Regions from separate parts of the Sus scrofa genome. Here region 1 is linked to region 2. The links are chromatin contacts, called in public HiChIP or PLAC-seq maps. All regions are on one chromosome and are shown on one strand. Each heading gives the region's core, a stretch centred on a gene start, on an enhancer-like site or on the middle of the called end of the contact. The rest is flanking DNA. Distances are from core to core; before and after follow the strand shown. Region 1 holds the start of HAUS4 (HAUS augmin like complex subunit 4). Region 2 holds the start of CEBPE (CCAAT/enhancer-binding protein epsilon).

Region 1 (2,922 bases), core at 138-2,637, 160 kb after region 2:
GGGGACCCCCTTGAGAGGTGTGATGACATTTGGTCAAAGTCCATAGTCAGCCTGAGGTCAAGCCCAGAGAGGAAGTCAGGGACAAGGAAACTGTCTTCCTCCCATCACTGTTTTCTCTCCTTCCCACCTCCTGCTGAGATTCCCCCATTGGCTGAACCCAGTCAGGGAACATGAGAACTCTAAACTTCCTAGGTAGTCCTTCCTTTCCACATAGGGTGTTGAAGAGCAGATGTGGATCTGGGGGGCCAAATGGAAGACATCCTGCTCATTGGTCTAGAGGTGGGCAGGTGACCCAGTCAGGCCAATGAGAGGTATGGGCAAGCCTGCTGGGTGCTTCCAGGAAAGACTTTCTTCCCTGTCATAGAAGAAGGCTCTTCTTCTTACTGCCTGTTTGGGATGCTGTTGAGATCATGTACTTCTGGGACTTCTGAAGCCACTTTGTGACCACGAGGGGATTGCAAAGAGACCTGCAAACAACTTTGATACCAGGTTGCTACTAAAAAGGCTTAGGACCCCCACTTCTGCACTTCTTGTTAAGCAAACAATAAACGTCTATACTGACTTTTTTTTTTTTCTTGCCATTTCTTGGGTGGCTCCCGCAGCATATGGAGGTTCCCAGGCTAGGGGTCTAATTGGAGCTGTAGCTGCCCGCCTACGCCAGAGCCACAGCAACGCGGGATCCGAGCCGCGTCTACAACCTACACCACAGCTCACGGCAATGCTGGATCCTTAACCCGCTGAGCAAGGCCAGGGATTGAACCGGCAACCTCGTGGTTCCTAGTTGGATTCGTTAACCACTGAGCCGCGACGGGAACTCCATATATTTTTTAAAAAGACATTTTTAATGAAAGAGACGTAAAGGAGAGGGCAGAGGAGAAGCATGAGGGAAGAAATTGGAGAGGAAGCCCGCCCAAGTAGAAGGGCTGGCAGCACTTGAGCAAGAGACCTGCAGGCAGGCTTGGAATGGGCGGCCGGTCTGGGAAAATTCAGAGGGCCCTTGGGTCAGGTTTACATTCTGCCAGCTGCGACCTTGAACATGCCTCCTAACCTCTTTGCGCCTTAGTTTTCCCCTCTGTAAAATGGGTATGATAGTGACTTTCTCATAGACGCTGTTAAGAACTAAACGGGGGCGGGGCGAGGCGAGGCAAGTCAAAGGCTTGACATAGTGTCTGACTCATCGTGGGCCCTCAATAAGAGCTAGCAATTATTACCAGCTTCTCAGCGTTTGCCCTCGACATGGGGACGGTACCCGGAGAAGAAGCAAAGACGTCTTGCTTCAAAACTGGTCACAGGCTGTTGGGGTCTAAGGGGTTGCACGCCCGGCGAGGGGCGGAGCCTGCCGTTCCCGCCTAGAGCGTGGCCCCGCCCCTCCGACGCGCTTTCGGCATTATCCCCGCCCCCGACGGTCCCGCGAGGTTCTCCGGTGCCTAGCTCCTAGCCTCTGCGCTGGGCCGCAGGGAGAGGTTCCGGACCCCGGGCGTGGGCGGGGGGCTGGTGTTGCCACCACTGGCCTGCCCACTCCAGCCCCCTCGGCATCGCCTCTGGAGCTTCAGCTGCCGCATGCTGTGCAGGTTTGCCTCGGAGGGTCAGCGGGCGGCGCTGCGGGGAGGAGGAACGCTAGGAGGGTCAATCCAGCCAGTCCGCAGTCTCCCGCCACCGAGACCGCGCTCGCCCTTGGGAATCCTTGGCCGCCCAGACGGAAGAAAAGTAGGCGCCAGAGAGCCCGCTCCGCATTTTGATTCATCTCGGGCCCTTTAAGGGTCACATCTTGTGAAAATACCTGTAAAATCAATTTAACGTTCAGTGCAGCGTGTAAAGACAGCTCTAAGAATTTAAAAGACGCCTGAGTCAGAACATTTAAATGCTTAGGTCCTTGCAGCAGCGTTTTCACACGTCTGAGTGCAAAGGGTGGAGAATGGAGCCTGATTGCCGCCACCGTTCCCGCCCTGTAACACTTTAAAAGGGTAAAGAAAAGTACCCTAAAAAACCCCAAGTGGGCAGTTCCCCTAGGGAGGGAAGAACAGCTAGCGTTTTTGAAATTTGAGTTGGTCCTCATTTCCGTGGATGAAGTTTGCCTGCAAAATTTACTTGCAGGCTTAGATCCGTGATAAACAGAATTGCTAAAACACTGAGCTTAACTAAGTAGTGGCTTTTGTTGACAAGTCGATTGTTATTAATTCTTAATGTCTCATCCAAGGCAGGAATCGTTATCTCAGTTTTGCAGGTGGGGAAAATTTGGCACAAAAAAAGCATTTCCCTTAAATTCACACAGAAGCAACAGCTGAGCTGCAAATTAAGTCCTAGAGTTCTGCCTCCTCAACTGCGTCCCCCTCTGGACCATGTTACAAAACAAATGAGTCCTTACTTTGATGTTACTCATAAAACGAGGGAGTAAACCAAATGTTCTGTGAACATGAAGTGTTAAATCATAATAACCTGTGTCTGTTCTGCTTTGGGAGGCTCAGCTGCCCTTTGGGATTTGATACTTTACAGAGAGGCGGGGTGGAGCCAAAAAAAGGTGGGGGGAGTCATGTCAAGGGAAGAATTTTGCCTCAGGGGTCCACCCTCTGACCATCTTTACTGCCCCTTTGTGTTGATGTCACTCTTTTCAGTGTTCTCCGTGTTCTGGCAAAACGCCAACAGCGCATGTCCACCTGGCCAGGCTCAGCCGCATTATTATTATTATTTTTTTGTCTTTTTGCTATTTCTTTGGGCTGCTCCCGCGGCATATGGAGGTTCCCGGGCTAGGGGTCGAATCGGAGCTGTGGCCACCGGCCTACGCCAGAGCCACAGCAACGCGGCATCCGAGCCGCGTCTGCAACCTACACCACAGCTCACGGCAATGCCGGATCGTTAACCCACTGAATAAGGACAGGGAGGGAACCCGCAACCTCAGGGTTCCTAGTCGGATTCGTTAACCAC
Region 2 (3,018 bases), core at 135-2,634:
GTCTTCTCTGCCTGCACGCTCTTCCTGCAACTGCACTGCGAGCCCCATCTCAGCCATGTTTCCTCTTCCTCCTTCCAGGCGTCTGGCCCTTGCCAGGGCTGTGGGAAGCTGCCCTCTGCCGGCTACCTGATTCCTGACTGCAGCAGCCCCTCAAGTCCTGAATTTTGGACGAATATTACCACCTGGTGGTTAAATGAGACACTGCTGCCAAACTGAAGCAGCTCAGCTCTGAGACCTGTTTGTCACAGGGTCCTTTGAAATGGAGAGAAGGCAGAAATCTCCCCCATCTGGGTACCTGAGCTCTGTCTCTTGGATGCAAGCAGATCTCCCCATGCCAGCTCGGGACCTTCAGAGAAAGTACCTCAGACTGTACACAGAAAGCTCCTGGGGGAGTTCCTGTCGTGGCTCAGTGGTTAACGAACATGACAAATATCCATGAGGACGAGGGTTCGATCCCTGGCCTTGCTCAGTGGATTAAGGACCCATTGTTGCCATGAGCTGTGGTGTAGGTCACAGACGCGGCTCAGATCTGGCATTGCTGTGGCTGTGGCATAGGCCAGTGGCTACAGCTCTGATTGGATCCCTGGCCTGGGAACCTCCATATTGCTGTGGGAGTGGCCCAAGAAATGGCAAAAAGACAAAAAAAAAAAAAAAAAAAAAAAGAAAGAAAGAAAAAAGAAAGAAAGAGAGAGAGAAAGCAAGCAAGCAAGCAAGCAAGCAAGCTCCTGGGGGAGGTGGAGGGAGGGGATGCTAAGTAGAGGGGTAGCTTGCCTGATTTGCAGGGAGCCCTGTCTCAGGCTGCCTACGTTATCTTTATTTATTTGCTTTTTGTTTTTCAGGGCCACACCCACAGCATATGGAGGTTCCCAGGCTAGAGGTCTAATCAGAGCTGTAGCCGACGGCCTACACCAGAGCCACAGCGACACCAGATCTGACCCACATCTGCAAACTACACCACAGTTCACAGCAATGCTGGATCCTTAACCCACTGAGCGAGACCAAGAATCGAATCCACATTCTCATGGACTGTAGTCGGATTCTTTTTTTTTTTTGGTCTTTTTGCTATTTCTTGGGCCGCTCCCACGCCATATGGAGGTTCCCAGGCTAGGGGTCCAATCGGAGCTGTAGCCACCGGCCTACACCAGAGCCACAGCAACGTGGGATCCGAGCCACGCACGTCTGCAACCTACACCACAGCTCATGGCAACGCCGGATCGTTAACCCACTGAGCAAGGGCAGGGACCGAACCCACAACCTCATGGTTCCTAGTCGGATTCATTAACCACTGCGCCACGACAGGAACTCCAGTAGTCGGATTCTTAACCTGCTGAGCCACAATGGGAATTCCTGCCTACTTTTTTTAGCATTTAGTGCCACATGTAGCTGCTCCGCATTTGCCCCCTTATGGCCTGACCCTTGGTGTGCCTGACTTATTAAACCTTCTGGCCTCCACAGGGCACGGACAGAATTTGCTGGTGACAAAGATCCAGTAACATATTTCCACATGTCCTTTCCTTTGCACCGCACCCAGAGTCCCTTTTGCAGATACAACAGGTAAAAGCAGGGCCACAGCAAGTGCCTCTGACAGGAGGGAGTGGGGAGTTCCCAGAGGAAAGAGAAAAGGGAAGAGAGAGGGGGCCCAGCCTGAGACCAAAAGTGCAGAGCGAGCCATGGGCTTCTCCTGGAGACCCTGAAACAGAGCCCCAGGAAGAGGTGATGACAAAAGAGAAGGCTTCTCAACCCTCACAAGAGGAAGTGGACCCAAGAGACACGCATAGAGGTCAGAGAACGGCCATGCAGAAGGAAAAACAGCAAACCGAGCTGCAGCGAGCGCCTGAGCCCTGCGGCCCAGGCACAGGAAGCGGGCAGAGCCCTCAGGACCCAAGGAGGGCAGAGCGCCAGCCTGAAGCTCTGGCAGTGCAGGCCGGACGCTGGAACCACGAGAGGAATGTAGCTGCCAGTTCCTGGGGCAGCAGCCTGCTGGGCCCTGGAGCACAGGGCCTAAGCCCTGAGCAGGTGCCTCAGCCAAGCCTGGGCAGTCACAGCCCATGCCAGGCTGCTAGCGCTGGCCCAGGCTGGAAACACGTGAGGGCTTGGGCTCTTGCACAGAGCCGGTGCAAAAACCTAGCAAAAGAGCCTCCTCTGCATCATGAGACGGGGCCTCGTATAAGGCTTAGTCCCAGGCTGATAACTACTTCCTAGACCCCTCAAACAACACCCCTTGGCCTGCACCCCGGAGAGTGGCTCAGAGAGGTGGGGCTACAAAAGGAACTGAGCGGCCCTGGGGGTAGGTGGAGCCCAGCCCTGGGAGGTGGGGGGGACTGAGAGGGAGGCGTGTCAAGGGAGGAGCTCAGATCAGGCTGGGGGTCGGCACTGGGAGAGGGTTTTCTCTGTTCGTTCTGACGGGGCACTCATTCTGCACAGGACTTTTTGGAAGTCGGAGGGAGGAGGACACTCAGAGTGAGGGGTTGCCCTCAACGGGGATTCCAGAATCTCCCGGACTCGAATGAGAGGGGGAGGCCTCTTCCCAGAAGCATCAGCTTCTGGGCATCTCAGAACCCTGGCTCAAGCCTGACCAGAGTGCCCCCCTACTGCGAAACAGGCCAGGGCCCCCATTTCTCTAAGGCCTGCATCCCTCCCTCCGGGGTGCGCCCTGCCCCTCCCTGAGTCACCCCAGGGAGAGAGGGGAAAAAAGGGAAGAGAAAAGAGGCATTGACTACAGAGGAAGGAAAAGGAAACAGCAGAGGAGGGAGGAGAGGCCACGCAGGAGTGGGTGACAGAGGAGATCAGAGAGGGCAGATCTAGGGCAGATCTAGGGCAGGGGGAGATAGCAAGCCGAGCATCCCAAAGGGCGCCCCAAGAGCAGGCCGCCAGGGGCGGGGAGCTGAGGGGGCGGGCCGGCCATGTCCCACGGGACCTACTACGAGTGTGAGCCCCGGGCTGGCCAGCAGCCACTCGAGTTCTCGGGGGCCCGAGCGGGGCCTGGGGAGCTAGGGGACATGTGTGAGCATGAGGCCT

What was found. HiChIP or PLAC-seq counts read pairs in DNA pulled down with a chosen protein or histone mark.
Region 1: an H3K27ac HiChIP or PLAC-seq map of alveolar macrophages shows a contact between it and region 2. The contact joins the promoter of HAUS4 here to the promoter of CEBPE in region 2. A contact is called at or near these places in 5 of 47 Hi-C or Micro-C datasets (blood, fetal heart ventricle, heart right ventricle and 2 more) and 1 of 2 datasets of contacts at active chromatin or transcription factors (alveolar macrophages).

The regions. Positions count from the first base shown.
Region 1 is chr7:76,084,393-76,087,314 of Sscrofa11.1, forward strand. HAUS4 (HAUS augmin like complex subunit 4) reads left to right here and starts at 1,388. Exons shown (of 9, transcript NM_001244156.1): 1 at 1,388-1,571.
Region 2 is chr7:75,925,268-75,928,285 of Sscrofa11.1, forward strand. It overlaps CEBPE (CCAAT/enhancer-binding protein epsilon), which reads left to right and starts at 1,385. Exons shown (of 2, transcript XM_001924414.4): 1 at 1,385-3,018. The coding sequence starts at 2,904.